Linked DNA regions of Callithrix jacchus: region 1 is linked to region 2. Evidence: chromatin contacts called from public Hi-C data. All regions are on one chromosome and are shown on one strand. The core of a region is the stretch at or near the end of the contact, and the rest is flanking DNA. Distances in the headings are between cores, read along the strand shown. Region 1 holds the start of XPO1 (exportin 1). Region 2 holds the start of LOC144579124.

What was found. A called contact is a pair of places that touch in the nucleus more often than the background predicts.
Region 1: a Hi-C map of skeletal muscle shows a contact between it and region 2, with 3 times the contacts expected there. The contact joins the promoter of XPO1 here to the promoter of LOC144579124 in region 2. A contact is called at or near these places in 2 of 3 Hi-C or Micro-C datasets (both in skeletal muscle).

What each region holds. Positions count from the first base shown.
Region 1 is chr14:52,582,796-52,589,792 of calJac240_pri, forward strand. It overlaps XPO1 (exportin 1), which reads left to right and starts at 3,522. Exons shown (of 25, transcript XM_035272482.3): 1 at 3,522-3,589.
Region 2 is chr14:52,356,101-52,363,090 of calJac240_pri, forward strand. It overlaps LOC144579124, which reads right to left and starts at 4,625. Exons shown (of 4, transcript XM_078348366.1): 1 at 4,619-4,625. The coding sequence starts at 4,625. It also overlaps the pseudogene LOC118147314.

The sequences.
Region 1 (6,997 bases), core at 2,272-4,771, 230 kb after region 2:
AATATCCTATTGGGTGCCGTGGCTCACACCTGTAATCCCAGCAATTTGAGAGGCCAAGGTGGGCAGATCACGGAGGTTGGGAGTTTGAGACCGGACTGACCAACATGGAGAAACCTCGTCTCTACTAAAAATAAATTAGCCAAGCGCAAGCCTGTAATCCCAGATACTCTGGAGGCTGAAGCAGGAGAATTGTTTGAACCCAGGAGGTGGAGGTTTCGGTGAGCCGAGTTTGCACCATTGCATTCCAGCCTGGGCGACAAGAGCAAAACTCTGCCTCCAAAAAAAAAAAAAGAAAAAAGAAAAGAAAGGAAGAGTATCCTGACCAGGCCAGGTGGCGCAAGCCTATAATCCCAGCACTTTGGGAGGCTGACGCAGAAGGATCACTTGCCTACAGGAGAATCAGCCTGGGTAACATGGCAAAACCCCTTCTCTGAAAAAGATAATACAAAAACTAGCCAGGTGTCGTGGCATGTACCTGTAGTCCCAGCTACTCAGGTGGCTGTGGCAGGGAGGATCCTTTCAGCCTGGGAGGTCCAGGCTGCAGAGAGCCTGGGTGAAACATGGTAAGATCCTTTTTGAAAAAAAAAAAAAAAAAAAAATCCCAGCTGGTTTTAGCATCATATACAATCATACTTTTGTCTGAATTAGATTGGTAATTTTTTTTGAGACAGGGTCTCGCTCTGTCACCCAGGCTGGAGTGTGCAGTGGCACACTCATCACCACAGCTCATGCAGCGTCAGCCTCCCGGGCTCAAGTAAGCTATCCTTTCACCTCAGCCTCCTGACTAGCTGGGACTACAGGCACATGCCACCATACCCAGCTAATTATTATATTTTTGGTAGAGACCAGGTTTCACCATGTTGCCCAGGCTGGCCTCCAACTTCTGGGCTCAAGTGATACTCCAACTTTGGCCTCCCAAAATGCTGGAATTAGAGGCCTATGGTAAAACTGATTTTGTTATACATCCTTGTGGGTTTTGTTGTTGTTGTTTGTTTTTGAGAAAGAGTCCTGCTCTGTTGCTCAGGCTGGACTTCAGTAGCGCAATCTCAGCTCACCGCAGCCTCTGCCTCTCGGGTTCCCCGTATTCTCCTGCCTTAGCTTCCTGAGTAGCTGGGATTACGGGTGCCCACCACTACGCCAGGCTAATTTTTGTATCTTCAGTAGAGAAGGGGTTTCACCATGTTGAGCAGGCTGGTCTCAAACTCCTGACCTCATGTGATCTGCCTACCTTGGCCTCCCGAAGCACTGGGATTACAGGCGTGAGCCACCATGCCTGGCCTATCCTTGTGTTTAAAGTTGAAGTTTCCAAGATCCTCTCCATGAGCATTAAGTGAGGATTTACTGTATTTGCATATACTGTATTTGTACACTTCCCATTACACTTTAATCTCAAGATTGTTTATAATACCTTATATGACTTAAAGTTTACATCATATATATTGTGTACCTTATACAATGTAAATGCTATGTAAATAGTTGTTTTATGGCATTGCGTTTTAATTTATTTTTATTGTTGTATTATTTTTTTGAGAGGGAGTCTCACTCTGTCACCCAGGCTGGAGTGCCATGGTATGGTCTCGGCTCACTGCAACCTCTGCCTCCCGGTTTCAAGCCATTCTCCTGCCTCAGCCTCCTGAGTAGCTGGGATTACAGGTGCTGGACACCACGCCCAGCTAATTTTTGTATTTTTTTAGTAGAAACAGGGTTTTACCATGTTAGGCAGGCTGGTCTCTTGTGATCTGCTTCCCTTGGCCTCCCAAAGTGCTGGGATTACAGGTGTGAGCCACGTGGCCCAGCCTATATCATTATTATTTGAATATTTTTGAATATTTTCCACCGAGGGCTGGTTGAAACTGAGGATGGGGAACCATGGATACAGAGGGCTAACTGGACATCATATATCATACATAGTACATTATATATATGTATATACGTATGTGTATATATACACATATGTGTATGTATATACGTATGTGTATATGTATATACACATACGTATTATACACATACGTATATACGTATGTACATACGTATGTGTATAATACGTATATACCTGTGTATGTATGTATACATATGTATATATGCATGTGTACATATGTATATACATATGTATACACATCTATAATGTATATACACATATACGTATGTGTGTGTATATATATATACGTATGTATATGTGTATATATATACGTATGTATATGTGTGTGTATATATATATATATATATATATCAGAGAGTTGGACGTTGCAGTGAGCTCGAGATGGCGCCACTGTACTCTAGCCTGGGCGACGAGCAAGACTCCTTCTCAAAAAAAAAAAAAAAAACTTAGGTCTGAAAATCATCCCAAATCATTCTGGTACACCTAAGAATTGAGTTGTTGGGGTTTTCTTTATTGGAGGGGGAGTTAGAATAAGTAATGCTTTGGTTAGCCATAGTCCATCGTAAGTGAACATTTGCTAAGGAAAATTTTATTAATTTAATAAACCATTTATCCACGTCTTGGTGGCACAATGAGCCTAGTAAATTTTGGTAGGCTATTTGCTCTTAAGCGTACAACAATCTGTAAAGCTGATTTGGAGGACACTTGGGAACAAATCAGAGAGGCAACCACGTCAAAGGCCACATGCATGTGACTTTCACAGAAAATACTATTTGGTGATTTAGTACGTGAAGGGCATCTAGGGTAAAAGAAATATCTGAGTGTGGCAGATCAAGGGCACCAGGTGGGAAGCAGTTGGCATGAAAGCTCACCCAGCCAAAACATGCACTGTTAAACCACACTTGGAATTGCAGTGTTTTGGTTTTCAGGAAAGGTTGTTGAAGCGGCCAAATTCCAGCCCGGGGAGACAGAGTTGAAATTTTAAGACTTTCCCAAGAAGTATTTCGATATCTTTTCCAAGACCCTGAAAACATCACAAGGCGCCAAAAATGCACACTCTGCGCGTCACCCCAACCTTTCTCTCTCAGCTACCTGGCCCCGAACCCAGGCCTCTAAAATGGATGAGAGGTCTGGGGCCTACCTAGGAAGTGTTCTTTTCGCTACTTTCTCCACCCCGCTTTGAGTTCTAAACAACTGGGTGTCTCCTCCCTTTTCCGAACGCAGCCCCCATCTGAGGGGCGGATCCTGATTCCCGCTGGCTCAGGCCCCGCAGGTTGGCGGGACCCGGTAGGGATAGGCCAGCCGAGTCCGGGGGAAGCAAAGCGAACGCTACCGCGCGCAGCGATCAAACTCGCGCCGCCACACGCTCACGAGCTGCGCCCCACCCTCTCCGTCACCGAAGGCGCCCAGCCAATGAGCCGGCGGGAAAGGCCGGGCCTGCGAACTAGACACTGGGAGGGGGAGGGCTGGAGGGGGAAGGGAAGTCGAGGGCGGGCTGTGTTTGATTGACAGCTCGTTCTAACCAACCCTCCACGCGGATTTTCTTCACTCTCTTTTTCTACTCAGCCAGACTCTTCGTCCCACCTCCTCCTCCTCCACCCCTCTCCTCTTGCTTTTCGACCCGTCCCACTTCCCCTCCCCCATTCTGCGGGCAAATCGCTGCTGAAAAGAGGCGGGGGCCGGAGCGGCGGGCTCGTGTGGAGACTTGAGGTGGGATTGACTGGCTCTCGGACCAACGAGAGATAGGCTCATGGCGTGGCTGTGGCTGGAACTGACCAATAGCAGGGCGGGCTGGGGGCGGAGGCCCAGGTTCCAAACGCTCCGCGGCGCCATGGGCTGAAAACTCAACCGAGATGGAATCTCCCAGTCTGAACCGGTTTCAACCGGTTCCGAGTTTGAGGCACTAGAAGGAGGGGGAGAAGCGGCTGCAGCGGCCGCGGCAGGAGCAGCGGGAGCTACAGCATCAGCAAGAGCAACAGTAGCTACAGCCCCGGCGGCCGTGCCTGTTCCAGTCTTTGCTGCTGCAGTCCGTGCAACCACCCAGAGGGGGAGGGGGAGCCACCAGTCGCTGAGGAGCAAGAGAAGGGGGGAAAGTTTAGGCGAGCCTGTGGGGGGGCCCAGCGCCGGAGCCGCGTGAGAGAGGGAGCCGTGTTTTGGTAGGGGGGGAGTCGGACTGCAGCTGGCAGCAGAGCGTCCCCCCGGCCGTGTGGACTCTACACCCCCTACTCCTGCCACTTCTGTTGCTGCCTGTGGCTGGAGGGTCCCCCTTGGGCTGAATCTTCAGGACTTGACCCCGTTCCCTCCCCCTTCCCTCACTCCTAGCCAGGCGGGAGCGTTTATTCCTCCTAATTCCCCTTGTTTTTGGGGGGGGGGCGGGTGGGTGTGTGTGTTGTGGGGAAGCGTCCCTGAAATAGTAAATATTATTGAGCTTTTTTTTTTTGCCCTTTTCCTCTCCGTTTTTGAAATTTCCTTTTTTAAGGTGGGAAAACTGTGAAACCCACCTTGATTCGTCCCCTTTCCCCCCTCCCCACCTTCCCTCGCCCTAATCCCCCAACAAGGAAGGAAGGAGCAGTTGGTTAAATCTCTGGGTAAGTCGACTGTGTCTTCGGGGCCGAGGGTCGGGCGGCGTCGCGGACGGGCGGGAGGAGGCCGGCGTGGGGCGCGGCGGCTGTAGTCGCCGCGGGAAGCGAGCCCGGGAGGCGGCGGGCGGGCCGGGGGCGCGCCGGGCCCACGATGGAGCCTGCGATTGAATGGAGCCGCTTTTACCGCTGGGGGATGGAGGCGGGGAGGGGAGCGCTTGCTGGGTCATTCGTGTGTGCGGGTGGCGGCGGAGGAGGACGAGGAGCGTGATAGTTAAGCGGGGCGCCTCGCGAAATGGAAGGGCTTCCTCAGCCCCACGGCTTGGGGAGAAGTTGGGGTGATTTCAGGAACATCTCTGTAAATTATTAGGAGTGGAAGTTTCCAGAAATATTTAGTGCAGCAGCATTGAAACGTCCGCCTGCATCACGTGGCCCCCTCGGTGGAGAGCTTGGGATGGGGGAGGGAGGGGCTGCCGACTCCCTGTTCCTCCGGCAAGGAAACTCGAAAGCTCTCCGGGTTTTTGCGGAGTGGCATGTGAAGTAGGAAAGATAAATTTTTCAGGGACCTGCACGTGGGATTCCGTCTTACAGTTTCTTTTCAGGGGTTTGAGTGTGATAAGTTGGTTAAACCATATGCTGCTGGCCTTGTACAGTGTAGGATGCCCTGATTCTCCTTCATTCCGATGTCTGAGTTTAGGGTGGGTGGGAGGAAGTGGTGTAGTAGAGGAAGCATTCGGTACTGGCTCAGCCCGGACCTCCTCTGATCACGCCGAGGCCATGCTGCTCAGAGAAAGGGGCGGTGAACTTAAGGCGCCTGGTCTAAATGCCTCCTCCGAGTATGGGCGGGGTGAGTGCGTGCTCCCCTGTGCTATAGTTAGAAGTGCAGCCGATCGGTTCGGGTGGGAAGCCAGGGGAGGGCGGGCCCTAGTGAGGTGTGTTTCTCCTGAATGAAGCAGGCGATTGCCCACACACCTAAGGAGAAGTCTTTTGCTTTGTTGCGACTTTTTTTTTTTCCTAGTGTGAAGTTGGATTAAGCAACGGTTATAATTTTCTGGTTTTTGGATAAGAACTGGCATTGGGGGTCACTTGTAGAGTTACAGCATCCATAAACTGGTTAATCCCTAGTGTATGCTGTCCAGTGAGTGGATTTTAGGATTGAAAAGCCCAACGAGAAAAGAGCGTTCATGGTTACACCTCTCCCACTATGGTTGTTTGCTTGTATATCTTAAGTGTGGGATGCTGCTGTTAGTGGAAAGAATGTTTCGGAAGCGTTTTGATTTGGGGGACTAAATGTGCTTGGCATTGACCACAAAGCCGCCATTTCTGTACTACGTACAGTTCAAGAATAGGTAGGTTATTTCGAAGACAGCCGCTAGTTCTAAGGATGGCAAATTACTGTATTGAAACCCTTCTATTCCAAATCTCGTTTTTCACACCAAAATCTAATTCGTAGAACTCTGTAAGGACAGTGTATTTGAAAGTGAAACTTTGAAGAGAGTCATTTTCTTAATCTTTTTTTGTTTTGGCATTAAACTGTGGTAGGAGTAAATAGGTGAAAAGTTTGTTCATTTTTTTTTTTAACCGAAGTATTTGGAAATTTTTGATACATAGATCTTGGTGCTTTGTGGACATTGCTTTTAAGCCTCAAATATTAAGATTGTTCTGATCTTTTAAATTTTATGGTACTTGAAGGTGGAGGAGAGTTTACACATTTATTTGTGAAATGTGTATTTCCTCAGTATTTAGATCTCGGGTTTTTGTGTGGTAACAAGTATTCTGTTTAAAAACGTTTAATGCCAACTACAAAACATTTTGAAGTCTCATCAGTTTTGTCAATAATGGACCAGTTCTTGAACTCCTAATTTCTTGGGTTTCACATCATTTTTACATTTTATCAGTCATAAGTGACTCATCTTTTGGCGTTCTAATCTGTTGTAACAGACATTATCTTTAAGAAAAACCTTTGCATTGAAATTGCTGCCATTATTGCTATGAACGTTTTAAAGCTGTTATAAAATACCCTAGAATTAATGCTTTTTCCCCCCCTGCCAAGCTAGTTTGTCCAAGTATAATGTAAAGAAATTGGCCACTCATTTTCTGGTCCACGGAAGTTCCTAAAATGGGAAGAAGTGGAGATCTGACCTTGTTAGTTCGAAATACACTAAACCGGGGGTGCCATGGATGGCTTTCAGGATGTCCCGAATCCTCTGTAGTTGTATACAAAATAGCGAGTTTTTAAAAACTGGGTTAGAACTGTTGGTTCCTCAGAGTCTCAGGCATCTTCGACCCCCAAAAAGGTTAAGGGCTACTGGCTTAACCAGTCAGGTTTGAGTGGCATTGGCTTCAAAGAAAAGCAGAGGAAAAATACTTTTAATAATTCTGGGTAACAAAAAAGTGGATGTGTGCCAGCATCTTAGAGTAGAATCCTCTTAAATGGATAACACTGCATATGAACTAGCAGGTTTTAACCAGTACTTATTTGGGCGAAGTAGCTCATTTTTCTGTTAGAATTCTTTTTTATCTGGAAATGGGCAAGCTT
Region 2 (6,990 bases), core at 3,375-5,874:
TTTTTGAGACAGAGTCTTTCTCTGTCACCCAGGCTGAGGTGTATAATCTCAGCTCACTGCAGCCTTGAGTTCCTGGGTTCAAGAGATCCTCCCAACTCAGCCTCCTGTGTAGCTGGGACTACAGGCATGCACCACCACACCCAACTAATTTTTGTATTTTTTGTAGAGGCAGTGTCTCACTGTTGCCCAGGCTGATCTTGAACTCTTGGGCTCAAGTGATCTTCCCACCTCAGCCTCCCAAAGTGCTGGGATTACAGGTATGAGCCATTGTCCCAGCCAAGTACATACACTACTTTGCTGTTCACTTCCCATGACTATGCTTATGTTTGGAGGCAAGCAGTGGGAGGACAAAGATGAAAAAAAAAAAGCAACGGGGGTTTGTCATTTGCCCTACTCTGAGTTTGGGGAGCACAGCTCCTCTGATCATAGAGGAAAGTTCTCTTTTCTCAAAGTTTTAGGCACCTGCTGCCTCCTCTTACCGTTACTGTCACTTTCACTTCTGCTCTTATAGGGTTACTTGAGATTTGGGTGCTAGAGAATGGAGAAAAAAAACAAAAACAAAGCACATGAGATTTCCCCTACTTTGTCTGTACATTAGGAAACTCTTTTTCCATTCCTCAAGCCAGATCTAGAAGCCTTCTCCTGGAGCTCTTTCTGTCCACATTGATTTGCACTTCAGGCTTTCGGGCTGCACCGATTCCAGATTAGGGATATCAGAGGGGAAAAAATGGTAAGCTCTCTGCATATTCAGTGGTACTTCATATTCATGCCTTCTTCTCCAAACTTTCTGTTTAGATTTACTTCTCAGAGTCGTCAAGTTTGGGAGCCATGCATTTTTTCCAGGTTAATAGCTACATTCAGTAGGAGAGAGATAGGTTGGGATTTGCTCACTCCATCTTACTTGGAACTAGAAACTTCCTAAAGCAGAAATGTTACAAGAAGAAAATTTTAATTACAGTTTTCTAGCTTTACAATATTTTAAAGCTGATTTAATATAAATAAAAAGATATTTCCAGGCCAAAATATTAATGTTATAATTTAAATTATTGGAGCCATCATTGACCCTTTTAATAATTGGAAGGTTTAAGACTCCCACGTTCAATACATTAGAAAAAAATATATTCATGTTCATCCTCCCATTTTTTGTGTTTCTCTTGCAATATAACACATTTGCTACTAATGCTCATTTATTCAATCAAAAATGTCACATAAAAACTGGAATAATTCAGAACTTTGGAGTGGGATTCATTTATGATTCATAAGTTATATGGTGGAGTTTGACTTGCAAGAAATTACACCATAAGGCCAGGTGCATTGGCTCATGTCTGTAATCCCATCATTTTGGGAGGCTGAGGCGGGCAGATTGCTTGAGCTCAGGAGTTCAAAACCAGCCTGGGTAACATGGTGAAACCCTGTCTCTACAAAAAAAAAAAGTAACCGGGAATGGTGGTATGCACCTGTAGTCCTAGCTACTTAGGAGACTGAGGCAGGAGGATTGCTTGAGCCTGGGAGGTCGAGGCTGCAGTGAGCTGTGATTGTGCCACTACACTCCAGCCTGGGTGACAGACCGAAACCCTGTCTAAAAAAATTTTTTTTAATAAAAATAAAGTACACAATGAAACATATATAAGGTTTAGTGTTAGCTATTTGGCTCAGTTTTGAATGACGAAAAAAGAAAACCCCAAAATAACAGTAGCTTACATCATATATGTCTGTTTTCCTCTTATATAGAGTAGGAAGTAAGTGCTCCAAGATGGATATGGTGCTTCATTGTGTCAGGAACCCAGTTTTCTTCTTTCTGATACTCTGCCTTGCATAACCTTAATTTCTTCCTAACTCTCTCATGATCCAAAATGGCTGTAAAATAGCTCCAGTCATCTCAGGAAGAAGGAAGGGTAAAGGAGAAAGCATACAATTCCTCTTTTAAGGACACTCCCTGAAAGCCATACATAGTATTTCTGCTTTTATCTTTTTGGCCAAAACATAGTCACGAGGGTACACCTTGCCAAAGGGCTTCGAGATGTATTTATATTCTGGGCAGTTATACCCACCTAAAAATTGAGGATTGTTACCACTGAAAGAGGAAGAATTATTTTGAGGGTCAAATAGTATTCGCTGCCACAGGAATGTGCCCTTAAGAAATCCTTATGTTGTAAATAGCAGAAACTAAATTAAAATGAGCATAAACAAAAAAGAATGCATAGATAGACAGACAGATGCTTATTTAACTAAAAAGACCAGACGTGGCAGGGCACAGTGGCTCACGCCTGTAATCCCAGCACTTTGGGAGGCTGGGGCAGGTGGATCCCAAGGTCAGGAGTTCAAGATCAACCTGGCCAAGATGGTGAAACCCCATCTCTACTAAAGATAAAAAAATTCTCGAGGCGTGGTGGCCCAGACCTGTAATCCCAGCAACTCAGGAGGCTGAAGCAGGAGAATCGCTTGAACTTGGGTGGCAGAGGGTGCAGTGAGCCAAGATTGCACCACTGCACTCCAGCCTGGGCAACAGAGTGAGACTCCATCACACACACACACACACACACACACACACGCACACACACGCACACACACACAAAGACCTGAGGTAAAGGAAGCTTTAGAGCTAATTTGAGTCAGGGGATTTTAATGTCATAATGTACCTGATATAGTTTGGGTGTTTGTCCCCATACAAATCTCATGTTGAGATGTAATCCACATATTGGAGGTGGAGTCTGATGGGAGGTGTCTGGTCATGGAAGTGGATTCCTCATGGCTTGGTGCTATATTTGCAGTAGTGAGAACTCACGAGATCTGGTTAAGTGTATGGAACTCCCCGCCCCACTACTCCCTCTTCTTTGTGCTTTTGACAGTGACATGCCAGCTCCCTCTTCACTTTTCACCGTAAGTAAAAGCTCCCCGAGGCCTCCCCAGAAGCTGAGCAGATACCAGCACCATGCTTCCTGTGAAACCTGCAGAACCATGAGTCAATTAAACCTCTTTTCTTCATAAATCACCCAGTCTCAATAGTCCTACTCCCCAGCTAAAGCCACAGGTTGATTTATGTTCTGCTAAAAAACACATTGTTTATAGTGATTCAATATTTGTAAGATATATGATAGGAAAAAACAACAAAAAGAAAACACTAAAATGTTAACAGCAGTTAACTCTAACCAGTGGATTAGTGATAATTTTTTGCTCCTTTTTATCTGTATTTTCTAATGTGCTTGCCTAAACATCTAATTATTTTAAAACTTTTTAGAAAAAAAATGTACATTTTCAATTTGTCTCTTCCTTAAAATACAGTATGTAATTATATTCAAACTTGTGCAATTTTGCATTTCATCTAAAACAAAATTCCCTCTAAGAATAGTAAAAGACTCTAGTATCTACAATTAAGAGGATTTAAAAACTATAATAATGGTGGCCAGTGGGTCAATATTGCCTAACACAAAGGTTCCATCACTGAATTATGTAATTTATTTCAAGTCAAACAGGTCCTTAAGCCTGAAGCATTTCTTACATGAACATATTATTTTTCTTTTAAACATGATTCTCCACCTAGTCCAGAAATCTTTGACCTGGAAGCCTTACCCGGTTTCCCGGTCTCCAGTGAAGGTGTTACTCTACCAAAATGTGGTCATTCTTGTCTACTCTTTGGGACTCCAAATGTTAGACTTTTACAGCAGGTACTAATCACCATAAAGTTAGATAATTAGCCAAAGGGAGCAGAATGAAGTTTACATCACTTACAATTGTTTTTAAGTTTCCTAACAAATCAAGGGTTTTTACAGATAAACTACAAAGGCTTTAAAGATCTCACATCAGGCCAGGCATGATGGCTCACGCCTGTAATCCTAGCACTTTAGGAGGCTGAGGCGGGCAGATCACCTGAGGTCAGGAGTTCTAGACTACATGGACTAGTTCTAGACTAGCCTGGACAACATGGCGAAACCGTCTCTACTAAAAATACAAAAACTAGCTGGGCGTGGTGGTGCGCTCCTGTAGTCCCAGCTACTCAGGAGGCTAAGGCAGGATAATCACTTGAACCCGGGAGGCAGGTTGGAGTAAGCCGAAATCGTGCCGTTGCACTCCGGCCTGGGAGACAGCCAGACTCCATCTCAAACAAAACAAAACAAAAAACCGGGCCCGGTGGCTCATGCCTGTAATCCCTGCACGTTGGGAGGCCCAGGCGTTTGGATCACGAAGTCAAAAGTTCGAGACCAATCTGGCCAACACAGTGAAACCCCGACTACTAAAAATACAAAAATTAGCTGGGCATGGTGGCGCGTGCCTGTAGTTTCAGGCACTCGGGAGGCAAAGGCAGGAGAATCGCTTGAACCCAGGATGCGGAGGCTGTGGTGAGCCGAGATCGCATCACTGCACTCCAGTCTGGGTAACACAGAGAGAATCGGTCTCAAAAAAAAAAAAAAAAAAAATCTCGCATCAACACTCCTACGCAAATGTCTCCGCTATTCATTCAATAACTGGTCATCAACCTCCACCCCAGACACAGCTGTCAGGTCTATCTGGTTTCCAAGTAATTGGGTCGATGACCCTCACGAGGAAAGAGCCTGTCAGTCTCCAAGGCCTCTCCACCCAACACTCCCTCAGCGGTTTCGCGGTTCCGCGCGGTCTTTACCCGGCATGTTCCGGGTATCGATCCCACCCCACCCTAGGCTAAGTCGGGAACGGCCGGCAGCTGACACGAACTTTCTGCCGGGCCGCCTTTCTCCCTTCGCCTTCCGCAGTGTCACACCCGCCAAGGGCTAGGTCTTGTAGAAGGGCCTCTCTGGATTACGGCGGCGGTTACTCATGGGTGAAGATTTACGCGCGTGCTTCCGGAAGGCACACATTACTCCCCTTGCTCCGCCCAGTTTAGAGACCTGCGCACCCGCAAGGGCGTGAGAGAAGCGCCAACGCGCGGGGACCCCCTGCACACGCGCGCACTTCCGCCGGCGTTCCGCCGTTGCGCCGCTGCAGGCCAATCAAATAGTGCCTTGCCTCTACGCCCCCGGCTCCGCTGAACTTCCGTCCTTGTTTCAGGACGATTTTGGGAACACAATAGTTCCCCTCGCCGACGTTCCCTTAGGGGCGTTGCCACATGTCGTCACCCATGGAAACGGCTGTCCGCGGGGCGGACTCCAAGCCTCGCCTGTGTGAACTGGCTGTTTTTCGTTTCCAAGAGAAAACTGTCACCCCGCCCACCTCCAACCTCCCCCCAACACCTCAGGATGGAAACGCCGCTCTCAGGTGAATGAGAAATGTTCTGATACAGAAAAAAGGAGTTCGTGTTTCTTTCAGAAGGTGACCGTTTTCCTCGTGAGGTCACGAGCTGTCCGTCCGATGCCCATAATTCCCGAGGCCCGGCGTGGCGTGTTTCCGGTCGCGGGGCTCTTCGGAGAGCTGCGGGGCGAGGCGCGGGCGACCGGGGGCGTCAGCGAGCCCGTGTTGACCTGCTCTCGCCGGCTAGTGTCCTCCCAGTGCCCGTCTCCCCTAGCGAAGTAATAGTGTCCTGTGTTTCCTGATTGTAAAAACAGTGCTTTTAAAAAAATGCCTGCTCCCGGTAAGAGGAGCAATAGTTCAGTAGTACATACATGTTTATAAAAGAAGCTTAAACTCTCATTATCGCCACCATGGATATTACCATTAGCGTATTGCTACATAAATTTAGAGTTTTCATAATACACGTAAAGGTGTTTGGTTTTTTAAAATAGAAAATGTAAGCAAGTTATTTCCCGGTAATGTCTTTGCAGGTAAATTAAAATACCGCTTACTTTTTTTTTTTTTTTTCGAGAAAAATTTAAAAATGTCTTGCCCTGTTGTTGCCCAGGCTGGTCTTGAACTCCTGGCCTCAAGTTATCCTCCCACCTCAGCTTCCTCAAGTTCTGGGATTGAGGGCATGAACCACCGGGTCCAGCCTACAGAATCATTTTTAATGGCTGTGTGGATGTCATAATTTGTTCAACCATTCCCTAAGTTGTTGGACTTTTCAACCATTTCCAGCTTTTCACTTCTACTTAGATGAATATTCTTATATGTAAATCTGTACAGGTCCCTGATTATTTTCTTACAATAAATTCATATAAATAAAATTACTGGATCAAGGAAAATGCAGGTTTATAAGATTCTAGACGATGTTACCAGACTCTGCCCTAGAAACATATTTATTTACTACTTTTCCATTAACAGTATGAGAACACGAATATTCTGTCTGCACCTCCTTGGTAATCTTAGAGATTGCCAATCTTTGTGATCTTTATCATCTCTTTTAAAAAGACTCTTGTTTTAATTTGCATTTTGTTGCGTACATATAAAACTGAACATCTTTCATATAATTATTGGCTCTATTTTTGGGAATTGCGAGTTCGTGACTTCTGCCTATTTTTAAAATGAAGTATTAACATTTTAGAAATTACAGGTGCTTTTTGTATATTAGAAATAACTTTAACTGAGATATTTACAAATATTTTTCTTGTTTTTTAAGTTCATCTTTTAATATTGACTGTTTTCTTTTTTCCTTTTACTGAAGGAAATTTTTAATTTTTATGTAGGTATATCTAATGAGTCATTTCTTTTGTTTCTAGCTTTGATGTCATGCTTACCTTTATTTTCTTCTAGCATTTTTAGGGTTTAAAAAAAATAATTCTCTGGGCGAGGACGGTGGCTCATGCCTGTAATCCCAGCACTTTGGGAGGCCGAGGCGGGTGGGATCACAAGGTCAGGAGTTCAAGACCAGCCTGGCCAAGATGGTGAAATGCTGAAAAATACAAAAATTAACCGGACATGGTGGTGGGTGCCTGTAATCCCATCTACTCAGGAGGGTGAGTCAGAGAATTGCTTGAACCCAGAAGTCAGAGGTTGCAGTGAGCTGAGATTGCACTCCAGCCTGGGCGACCCAGCGAGACTCCGTCTCTAAATAAATAAATAAATAAATAAACATAATACTTCTCTGGGGAAGGTGGCTCACGCTTGTAATCCCAGCACTTTAGGTGACTGAGGTGGGTGGATCAC